Linked DNA regions of Mus musculus: regions 1 and 3 are each linked to region 2. A link is a contact called in public HiChIP or PLAC-seq and promoter capture Hi-C data. All regions are on one chromosome and are shown on one strand. The core of a region is the stretch at or near the end of the contact, and the rest is flanking DNA. Distances in the headings are between cores, read along the strand shown. Region 1 holds the start of Cst7 (cystatin F (leukocystatin)). Region 2 holds the start of Gzf1 (GDNF-inducible zinc finger protein 1). Region 3 holds the start of Acss1 (acyl-CoA synthetase short-chain family member 1).

The links. Promoter capture Hi-C pulls out the DNA fragments that hold promoters and counts their contacts. HiChIP or PLAC-seq counts read pairs in DNA pulled down with a chosen protein or histone mark.
Region 1: an H3K27ac HiChIP or PLAC-seq map of thymic regulatory T cells shows a contact between it and region 2, with 10 times the contacts expected there. The contact joins the promoter of Cst7 here to the promoter of Gzf1 in region 2. A contact is called at or near these places in 2 of 39 promoter capture datasets (the C10 cell line and liver), 1 of 484 Hi-C or Micro-C datasets (CD4 T cells) and 1 of 115 datasets of contacts at active chromatin or transcription factors (thymic regulatory T cells).
Region 3: a contact with region 2 is called in a promoter capture Hi-C map of pre-B cells, with 4 times the contacts expected there. The contact joins the promoter of Acss1 here to the promoter of Gzf1 in region 2. A contact is called at or near these places in 10 of 39 promoter capture datasets (the C10 cell line, the HPC-7 cell line, HPC-7-derived erythroid cells and 6 more), 3 of 484 Hi-C or Micro-C datasets (CD4 T cells and CD8 T cells), 4 of 115 datasets of contacts at active chromatin or transcription factors (astrocytes, embryonic forebrain, large pre-B cells and 1 more) and 2 of 9 other capture datasets (embryonic stem cells and liver).

The regions. Positions count from the first base shown.
Region 1 is chr2:150,568,138-150,571,791 of GRCm38.p6, reverse strand. It overlaps Cst7 (cystatin F (leukocystatin)), which reads right to left and starts at 1,377. Exons shown (of 4, transcript NM_009977.3): 1 at 1,207-1,377. The coding sequence starts at 1,273.
Region 2 is chr2:148,679,018-148,682,608 of GRCm38.p6, reverse strand. It overlaps Gzf1 (GDNF-inducible zinc finger protein 1), which reads right to left and starts at 1,489. Exons shown (of 6, transcript NM_028986.3): 1 at 1,394-1,489. Gm46771 (a long non-coding RNA gene) reads left to right here and starts at 1,665. Exons shown (of 2, transcript XR_001783505.2): 1 at 1,665-1,784; 2 at 2,164-2,331.
Region 3 is chr2:150,666,412-150,669,843 of GRCm38.p6, reverse strand. It overlaps Acss1 (acyl-CoA synthetase short-chain family member 1), which reads left to right and starts at 1,604. Exons shown (of 14, transcript NM_080575.2): 1 at 1,604-1,959. The coding sequence starts at 1,647. It overlaps E130215H24Rik (RIKEN cDNA E130215H24 gene), which reads right to left and starts at 2,350. Exons shown (of 2, transcript NR_040331.1): 1 at 1,887-2,350; 2 at 912-1,383.

The DNA.
Region 1 (3,654 bases), core at 128-2,627, 1.9 Mb before region 2:
GTTAACTATAATGTGGTAGATGTGGCCACTCTGTTGAATTAGGCCTCAGAGGAGGCAAACACAGCATCGTCAAAACACCGAGTATAAAAAACCGAAACCCTAGGATCGGTGAGATAGCCAGTACCAATGTCTTCCCCAGATCTCTCACATAGGCCAAGAGGGCTTTGCAGCATGAACACCAGCTTCTGCCCAAGCTTCTCTCTGGACAACTGGGGCAGAGGAATCGTAGGTAGGCCAGGAAGGGCCTCCTAGTGAGCACTAAGGCCACAGGGAGCAGGGCATGGAGAGGCAAGGTCTGTGGCCTGGCCCGTGCTTAGTGCTGTCTCCTCTTTTACCAGTTAACTACCTCTTTGCCAATGACCCCCCCCCCCCGAGCTGCTGTGGTCCATCCTCATCCTCAGAACAGAAGCTCCCCTACCCATTACTGCCCTGTCTCCACAGTGCCCCATTCACAGCATCTACTTGGGTCTTGGATTTGGAGGCTATGCCCTACTGTGTCTCTACACTTACTTCTTTGCACCTAATTGCTGTGAAGGGGGATTCTATGTCCTTGGTGTCTCTTGGGTATTCCCTTTCACTGCCTCCCAGTGACCAGACCCAGCCTGCTTTAAGGAGGAAGAATGACAAAAGCCTTATGCATAAGCGCTGTCTTCATCTACTGGGAGATGGTCAGTTATCAGCTTTTTTGTCAGTTAGAGGCAGGGCCCTCAAACTTTATCTATGTGCTGAATCTGCTTGCTGGGGCAGACATCTTCCAGCTCTCTGTAGGGAAACAGGCACTCATGGCTGATGGTTAGCAAGTTAGCTAGCCTGGTTGCATCTCAGCTTTCCAACACAGGCGACTGCCACCCCTCACTGGCCACTAGCATGCTGACTTGCACAATACTTATCTTACTGGGGTCTCTGCAGTAAAGTCAGTTAGAAAAGTAAAGCTGTCAGATATAGACTGAGTGAGGCCCTTGAACAGAAGAGAACAGAAGTTGTTCTCTTTATCCCTGTGGCTGCTGTTATGCTTGATCCCTGATGTCTATTCTGCTTAGAAGTAGCTGCTGCCAGGATCCCCAGCCCCTTGCCAGGGTCTTTCTCAGGGTTCCAAGAGTGTCCTAAGAAAGATGCAAGACTAACAGGCCAGGGTCCCCATACTTCTACTACTAGAAGGTGGTCAGAACAGTACTCTGGGATGGGGCCAGATGACCCTTCTCTTACCTGGGGGGCGTGCCCCATGGGTGTCAGAAGTTAGGCAGCAGAGGGCAAGCAGAATGGCCAGCCACATGGCTGGGGAAATGCAGGGAGCATGTAGTGGGCCAAGTGCTCGGCAAGTACAGCTCCAGGACCAGGGCATGGTGGGGTAGCTTCAGTGGGGCGTGGTTTCTTGCTGAATCATTTTAACCAGAAGCGCTTCATCTTCAGGACTTGGGGCCACAAGAGCAACCACTTCCTTTAAAGAAGTTTCCAAGCTGTGATCATTTGCAGGGGGAGGCAGGGGGAGAGAAGTGAGACCCACGAGCGCAGCACCCTCTCTCCTTCCCAGGGTGGGAGGAGGCAGTTTCCTACCATTCACCACACACGGGGGATGCTGATGTGAAGAAACCAGGGGATTTTCAAAAGTAGTCACTTGACTGTCCTTCTACATTTATAGACTCTCTCCCCTCCTGCATTCTAGTATTCAGAATAGCCCCCTTCAAGAGACAAGAAACTATGCTGTCCGGGTCTGAGGGGTTATCTGCAGGAAAGCTATTCATACTTTCCAAAGTCCTTGGGAGGAGCATTGGCACGTGGCTTCTGTGCCTCAAACAGGAGCTCAGCACCGTGAGAGCTGAGATACTGATCATGGCCCACTCTGGGCTCAAAGCCTTCTAAGGAGATGAAATTACGTAGACAGAGGTCTGATTCTGGCCATGCCTCTACTTTCAGCCCATGGTTTGGAGTGGGTACCTATACCCAGTTATCTGAATCTGAATCTAGGCTTTGCTGTCATTAGACTAGGAACAGCCCATGCACCTCAGTTACCTCTGGGGACTTGTGAAACATTGGAGTTTCTTTTGCATAAAGGCTCAGGGTAGGAGGAAAGCAAGCTGTAATCGGCTTCAGTGTGGAGAGGTATATTCGTCTCTCAGAACTAGGCTAGGAAGGTAGTGTGGAAGGATGCCTGGGGTCTTACTTGCCCCCAGGAGACACATGGGCCTCCCAGGCTGCCTGACATACAGATATAGTCAGATCCTGGATGCTCGGGGCAGCGGTGGAGGGGGTCTGAGCCAGGTGAATTGTGCTGGATCCTACTAAATTCCAAACAGGGCAGATAGGGTCTGCGGGACATGGACAAACTATGTAATCTGAGGTCCCAATAGGTTTCTGGGTGCTGCAGGTAGTATTCAGTAAGTAGTAGCTGTTATGACAACCCCCCATGGTCCTTTCCTGTTTGATCTTGGGATCCTTATTTTTGGCTGCTAGGGTCTGGGACACAATGTCTTCAGTATAAATGGGATAGAGTAGTGCCCGCTTCAGTTTCAAACATCCACTGAGAGGTTGGGAGTCAGAACATAATCCACGTGTTGTATTTCTAGCAGTAACCAGAGCATCAGTAGTCTAGGTGGGAGCAGGAGATGGAGCTAGGCTGGCTGCTTGGTCTTCAGGCCAGTGTGGTGCAGTACAAAGATAATTCAGGGATTTGAATTCCCCGCCTCTGTGCTACATAAAGTCTGAAAGCTTCTGCGGAGTCCCTAAGGAGAACCTCATCTTGTATAGTTCTTGAGATTGTTGAAAATAAAATGCAGAGTCCCATCCTCCAGTTATCCGGAGAGACGTTGAAGTCCAGCTTTTCAGGAAGCTTTGGGAGTGAGAACACTGCTTGCAAAAGAATGGGATCCTGTACGTTGGAATGGAAGATTCCAGGGAAGCAGGGGTATTGAGCGCCTGAATTCTCAGTGAAAGAGGTGGTGTCCTCAGTGGGCTAATCCTGGGTTCTGAGCATGAGTTAAGGTCAGCTGTGGTGAAGTCCCTGAGGTACCTAAGGACTGTGCCTGTCCTTAGGTCAGCATGTAGACAGCCCCTGGGTACTAAGGATGCATTTTGGCCAGGGTGGGTCATCTCCTACTTGCTGGAGCTACACATGCATAGGTTGCAGAGTGCAAGTGGTCTTTGAGGTACTGCCCTTGTCCTCAAGCCAGATTGTGGCACAGGGCTTGAAGTGGCAAATGTATGAGGTACCCCATGGTACTGGGCTTTAAGTAGACTAGCCTGGAATTGTTCCTTTGGATACTGGGCCTTCCATTGGATGCATTGTGCACATGGCCACCTGGGTATTGACTCTAACCTGAAAAGCATGCAGATGGGCTCACAAGTACCAGTCAATACTCTGGTGGACAGTTCTCAGCTGGCCCCCTGGGTACTGGGGCCTAACATGGAGTTCAGTGTGCTAGTGGCTCCCAGGATAAGGTACCTGAATTCAGCAATGAGGCAGTTCCCATAGGTAATGGGCTAGCCTTGAGGACATACGTGGATAACCCTCTTGATATTGGGTCTGCCCTAGGAGCAATGTAAGTTCAACAGCATTGTTACTGGTCCTCACTGTTTCCAGCATGAGCGCAGCCCTCAGTGTGCTTGTCCTTCCTTCCATGAAGTAAGTATAGAAGTCTTCTGGGTACTGAGCCTACA
Region 2 (3,591 bases), core at 240-2,739:
AGACCCAGCCATTCTGAGCCTTTATGGAACACAACATAGCAAACACTTCCAACTTGTCTGACCTTTGCTGGTTCATGGTGGGCTTCCTACACACCTGTAAAGGACATCTCATCTTACGGGTGACAGGCCAGTATGATTAGCTGGCTGATGGGCATCTTGAACCGGAGCCTCATGCCCGTCTTGGTTCAACTATAGTTTGTCAACAACCCCCTCAACTCCAGCTTCACCAAATGAAAGGTTATTCCCCTGCAGTTAACATATCCCCCAAGATTCCTGTCCTGGATTCCAAAATGCTAGCCCAACTTCCTGTCTTCTGCTTTGTGCACTCTTCTCAGAGTCCTCTGTCTCTGAATCTAACTTCCTTTTCCAGGCTTACATGGGTCTCCAAGTCTCCACCCTCCAGAGCATTCCTAGATCTCCTTCACCTGACGCTAGACATCACCTTGGATTCCATATGTCTACCTGGATCTGCCATTGCCTCTCCATTTCATTCAAGAGACCACTACCCAAAATCTCCAGTCTCAAACACAGAAAAGACTCCTAGAGAGTGCAATTGTAAATTTGGCACCTGTGGAATGTCATGTTGACTAAAGGGGACTCTACAGGGAACACTACCTACCTACAGAGGAAGCTTAAATAAAGGAAATACTGGTATGAGAGAGACAAGAGGCAAGTACTCAAGGGCCAATGCTCTTCAGAATCCCCGGCCCCAGCCTGAAGACTAAAGCTGAAGACCCCTCTTGGCCCGATGCCCATACGGCCAGCCTGATTTCCTAACACCTCGCCCTGGTCCCTCAAGGGAAATCGAAGTTCTTCCAGGAGATCTGGCAGCGACTTCACCATCAGCCAAGAAGGCCCTGAGCAGATTTCCCTGTTTACCTCCCCTGGGGGCAGACACCGGTCATAGCGAGCGGCTATTTGAGGTCTAGTGACAGCTGTGTTCCATTGTAACTCATTGGCATTCGGCCGTCTCAGGGTGGGCCTAGCCTCCTCACCAAGGTCGCCTAGTAGTCCCGGGGTCGGGACTCCCAGGCCAGGCCTCCAGGAGACGCTGTTCTCCGCAGCCTGCCCACCCTAGAGGGATCCTGGCTCTCAGGCAGGGAATAAAGGTCGGTGTCGGTGGCCTCTCTGACTGCACCACCTCTGACCCCACCTTGGCTACCCCGAGTCCCGGACCACCGATGATCTTCCAAAGCCGCAGGGAGAATGAACTCTGGCGGCAAGGTCCAGCCCTTCCTCCGGCCTCCAGAGTCCAGCCTGCGTGGTCATTTCGGCCTGTCCCGCCGCACCCCCGTACTCCCCGTCCTGTGCCTACATCCCCCACAGCCCGCCGCTCCAAGGGACAGAAGACAGAGGACAGCCTAGAAGACGAACCAGTCGGCAGCACGCTCACCTCTTAGCCAGTGCCTCCACGGACCCGTACCCTGGCCCAGGCCAGCAGGGACAGCGGACCGCAGGGTCCGCGGATTGGTCGCCACGAGCGCGCCCCGCCCCCTAGTGGGCTCCGCCCCCCGTAGGCTAGGAAGGCGCTGCGCGCGCACCTCCAGCTGCAAAGGCGGTTCCGGCCGTTGGTTACGTGATCTTACGTGAGTTTGAGCAGGGCCCCTAGCTAGCAGATCCCGGATTTACCACCAGCGTCTATCCAAGGCCGCGCCTGCGCAGAACACCGCAGTGGTTGGGGGCAGAGCTATTTGACAAAGTTGGGACAAGCTCCAGCTGCGCAGCTAGGCATTGGTCAGCAGGTTGCTGGAAGCAGGATTTTTCTAGCCTTCCGGGGTGCCTCGGTGGGTCAAGTCTTGGCGTAGGGCACGGCCGGGGTGGGATGGGAAGGCTGGCGCAGCTTTGTATTTCTTGAATCATTCCGCTTTAAATCCCACTCATGATCTTAATTAAAACCTGGTCATTAGAAAATCCTGCCTGACACTTCCAGTTCCCGGTAAATGTTGATCATGCTTCCACCTACTGCTAAAGCTTTACGAAGTCGCCTCCCTACTGCCACCAGCCAGCTAGACCTCTTCTTGCTGAGAATAGAATGTCTCTGGTCACTTCTTTCGTTGAACATTTAGTTTAGCGAAACAGTGCTTTTTCCTCCCTTTAAAATATATCTAATCCTCTAGAAAACTAACTGGCCTCTGTCTTAATACAGACCGTGTCTTTCTCTAGGGTGGAAGCCGGCTATTTCAAGTAGAAATGCCCACGAGATTGATAGCTCCTTCAACTTCCCAAATGCCTTGTTCTTTTAACTAGCTCCTGCTGCAAAGAGGCGATCTAGCCACTGAATTAAGCCAATTACCTGAAATAAAAGTTCTTACAAGGTGAAGTTAGTTTAAACTATGACTTCAATAGATATTGATGATTATATCTTGGAATACACGTGTGTGTGTGTGTGTGTGTGTGTGTGTGTGTGTGATAAGCCATAAACTGTTTTGCTACACAGAAGAATGAAATCTCGATTTACAACCCAGTTTGGAATATAAGTAAAACCATTTTGTGTGATTTGAAATAATGTAATGTTTTCAAGATGTGTTATGGAGCCAACCACATGGCAGCTCCTATGAGCCAAGCAGGCTTCGATATGCTGATGAACCAACCCTGAGCTGGGAGTCCCTTAATCTTTATAATAGCATGGTATTATAGGGAGTGTTTGTGTGAATAAACTGAGCATATTCAAAAGGGAAATCTATGTGTACGAAAAATGAGACAGAAGTATTTAAACTCTAGCTCAACAGGCTGAGACTGCTTTATTGGACCAGCAAGGGGCCCCGACATTTCTGTGGGATGAAAGTTGAGTGCATTTAGTTGGACTGGTGGAAAGGTATATATTGTCGTTCCTAAGCAGGGGGGTGGGGTGGGGGTGGGGGGCAATTAGGAGTTGCCCTGACAACCGCACCTCCTCTTCTGTCTCCCACTACTGGCTTCTGGGAGATGTCACCTCAGCCAAAGCCGCCTGAGGCATGGATAGTTTTCCCATCCAGATCCATGGGCCAAGTGAACAAAAGGGGTGTGGGGGAAAAGCCACCAATCCCTGAGCAGGAAAACTCACCAATCGCTGAGCTCCCCAAGCTCAGGATTTGAAATCCCAGAAATCCTGACCCCGGAAATCTCTGCCCTGAAAAGCTCCTCCCCTAAGAAATCCGGTATAACAGCTCCTCCCGCCCGCCCACCCCCCATCCCCCACCCCCGGTCTATGATTCAGCTCACTGTTGTTGCTTCTCCCTGGAGCCTGGAGCAGAGGCAGCTTTACTCCTGGAGTTTTCTAACGAAATCTATGTGAGGTTTGCTGTGCAGTGAGCTGTAACACTTTCCCTAGAACAGAGAACAGACAGCTGTTAGACTCCCAGTCTCCCCAGCAGAGCAGGCAGTGACATTTCTATAGGGCAAGTCTTTCACTTCAGAGCTGCAACACTTAACATTTATCTACACTTATATATCTACACACATCAGTGGGTAGCTACCAGGCTAAAGTGCCTGGCCAACTAGAGCTAAGGCGCAACCAAAGGAAGGTTTTATTAGCTTGCTTTAAGCATATGCATTTACATAGGCTTTCATCCTTAAGTCCCTGTTGGGTTCTGGCCCCAGGTTACACTTTGA
Region 3 (3,432 bases), core at 355-2,854, 2.0 Mb before region 2:
GCATCTAGCCAGCCTGTCAAAGTATCACTTCTGCCATGTCCTCTGGAGTAAAGCTAGGAGGTCAGCTAGCCTGGATCTTCATCCTTTTAGAGGGTTATGCATGCTGACAGTAGAACTCAGGGCCTGTGCATGCTAGGCAGGTGTTTTGTCTCTGAGCCACACCCCCAACTCAGCTTCCACACCTCCAGCTCAGTCTCCTGGTCTTGGTGGAGCAGGAAATGCCGAGTACACACTGGAGGAGGAAGTGTTGGTGGGTATCTCTCAGACCACCTGGCAGAGTCTGCCCTTTCTCTTACCTATAGCTTTATGTGTTCAACTAAAATGTGCTCTTTTATAAGTCTCTTTTTATTAGCTTGAGTGCTTCCTTATTTATTCGAGCACTATGTAACCTTCTGTGTTCCATTGTTTTGTTTCTGGCCCTAGCCTAGCTTTTGGTTTGATTTGGTTTCTTAAGGTGGAGACTAGCAATGTTGTTCAGGCTACTCTCAAACTCATGGTCTCCAGGGTGTGATCTTTTTGCCTTGGACTCGTGAATAGCTGGGACCCCAGATGTGCACCACTGTGCCCACTTGCCTAACTTTTGAATTAAGGACAAGTGCTTGGCTGAGGGCAGGACATATGCCTGTGCTAGTTGTTGGCACCGCCTTCCTCCTCAGCAGCTTGCCCACAGTATCCCCTCCAAGGAAACTACCTATCTACAGCTGTCATTGCCAACAGGAAAAAGTCTTTGCCAGCCCGAAGAACTCCACAAACCAGTTTTCCAAAGTCTCCGACCTCTAGTGTTTATTTTTTTTATTATTTATTCACTTCTTAAGTATTTGGTAGAGACACATTTCTTTTTACTCTTGATTATTCAGTAACAAAAACTTGAACTTCATGACGGAGCTGATGGTCAACGAGGCCCAATGTGATATGGACATTGATTTATTCTTTCCCATAGCTTCCCACCACCTGGAATCAGCAAAGGGTCCCAAGGAAGTGGTACCTGCCCTGGCAGAGGTCAGCAGCTGGTAACCAAAATATTGTTACTGGACTCAGGCCTTCATAGCACCTCCTTTCCTGTTTGAAGGCCCCCAGGGTTGCTCATCAGCCCTTTAGCCCGCTGCGGGTGATTTATGTGTGTGTGGCATGGTTGTACAGGCCCACACCATTGGGAGAGGGCTTTACTCTCAGAAGGTCTCCTAAGGAGGAAAGCTTTGACTTCAATCTATGGTATGCTGAACCAACTGACGGTTCATCCACACCATCTGTGAGCTGCTTCGCTCTTATGACCACTTAGACGCGTTCCCAATCTTATCTCAGAGCGCTGCCTGTGTCCCAGGTCCGGAGGCTGGGCCAACCGTGTACTTGCAGCTTCTGTCGCCAGCCAGAAAGTTATTTGGTCTGTAAAAAGAGATCGCAGAAACCCAGGAAACTGAAGCCGAGAGCGCGGGCTAGCCCCGGACTGGGCGCACAACAAAACCTAGTTCTACCCACCTCCCGGAGTCCCTGTCCAGGAGGGAAGAGGTGGGAAGGGGCAGGCTCAAGGAAGCTGCTTCTCCGGGAGAGAAGTAGTGGGTGGTGGCCGCGGGGGCGGAGCCGGGGCGGGGCCGTGGAGACTCTTAGGGGCGCTCAGGCTACCGCACCCGCGTGGGGCGTCGGGCGAGATGGCGGCGCGCAGCCTCGGCAGCGGTGTGGGGCGACTGCTGCGTGGCCTGCAAGGGCGCTCTGGACAATCGGGGTGGTCACTGAGCGTGTCCCGCTCGACCGCCACCCGACTCCCGGGCTGCGTTCCTGCAGCAGCGCAACCAGGCTCGTACCCCGCGTTGAGCGCTCAGGCAGCCCAGGAGCCGGCCGCCTTCTGGGGGCCGCTGGCCCGTGACACACTAGTTTGGGACACTCCTTACCATACTGTCTGGGACTGTGACTTCAGGACGGGCAAGATCGGCTGGTTCCTGGGAGGCCAGTTGAATGTGTCTGGTGAGTGCCTTGCTGGGTCCAGCTCATTTTCGCCGAGACTCGGGAGGCTCCAGTCAGTAGCAGCTGCCCCCAGGCCTTGGCTCTTTTCTCCAGAATGCTTCACCACCCACCCTAATCCTTGGGTCACGTCACTTTGTTCTGTATTCCACCGGATCTAGAGACTGCAGCTGGCGAAGCAGCAGTTACCCTCCCAAGTCTGCAGCGCTGTCTCTAGCGGGAAACTGGGGATACCCGGTTTAACCTCAGAGTGTTCTACCCTAACACAGATTCTAGGGGGCTTTGTCTTCAGACACAAAGCTTAGGACCCCAGATAGGCCTAGATGGAGAGAGCCCATGCTCCAAGAGTCCAGGCTTTTCTGACTCAGGGCCCCCAGATCAGCAGGGTAAACGCAAAGTACATAGGTTGCTATCGGCAACTGCAGGTGCTAGGGCTCGAGGCTCCCCTGAGGACAAACCTTGCAGTGTAAACAGAGCTTGGTGGGTGCAGGAAGAAGAAAGTGTCAGCCCCTGGGAGGGAACTGCTTATCTCCTCCGGTTGGGGTATGTGGGCAGGAAGTTCTCGGTCTAAGAACTGCACCCCAAAAACAAACGTCTACAGTGTCAAAGGCAGGTGTAACTTCAGCTCTCCGGAGTCTGAGTCAAGAGGAGCTGAACTCAAAGCCAGCTTGGACTATGTACCAGCCTCCCCCTTGATCTCTAAACGAGACACATCAGTCACTCTAGCTGTCAGTTTTCTGATGAGCCCGGATTCTGCTGAGGGTGGAGGCAGGGAAACACACGGAGGAGCCGAGAACTGAAGGAGGGGTTGGACTGAGAGGGGCTGGACAGACAGGCTGTGTCTCTGGTGCACAGCAGAGGGTTGGGAACTTTTGCATTCCTGTGGGATGGGAGCGAGGGTTGGATGGGTCAGAGATGCGTAAGGGACGAACTGAAGGTCTTTAAGACGAGGTGGCAGGTGATGCTTTGTTTAAGGACCAAAGTTAGAGGTGGAATCTGGTGTCTGCAGTTTCACTACCTCTTCAGCTTTGGTGCGTCTCAATCGCCCCATTTGTAAAATGAGAAAGCAATACTCACCTCTTATGCTGTCTGTACCGCAGTGCTGGGGGTGGGGATACAGTAACCTGTCCAGGCTTACTGGTGATCAATAAGCTGTAGCAGTTCTGATTTAATATATTCAGAAATTATAGGGTCTGTTTTTATTTATTTATTTATTTATTTATTTATTTATTTATTTATTTATTATATGTAAGTACACTGTAGCTGTCTTCAGATACTCCAGAAGAGGGCATCAGATTTCATTACGGATGGTTGTGAGCCACCATGTGGTTGCTGGGATTTGAACTCGGGAACTTCGAAAGAGCAGTCAGCGCTCTTAACCACTGAGCCATCTTGCCAGCCCCCTGTTCTTTTTTTAAAGCACAAAACTTTAAAGAAACTTTGGACAAGTCATTTTTCCCCCGTATATTATATCAC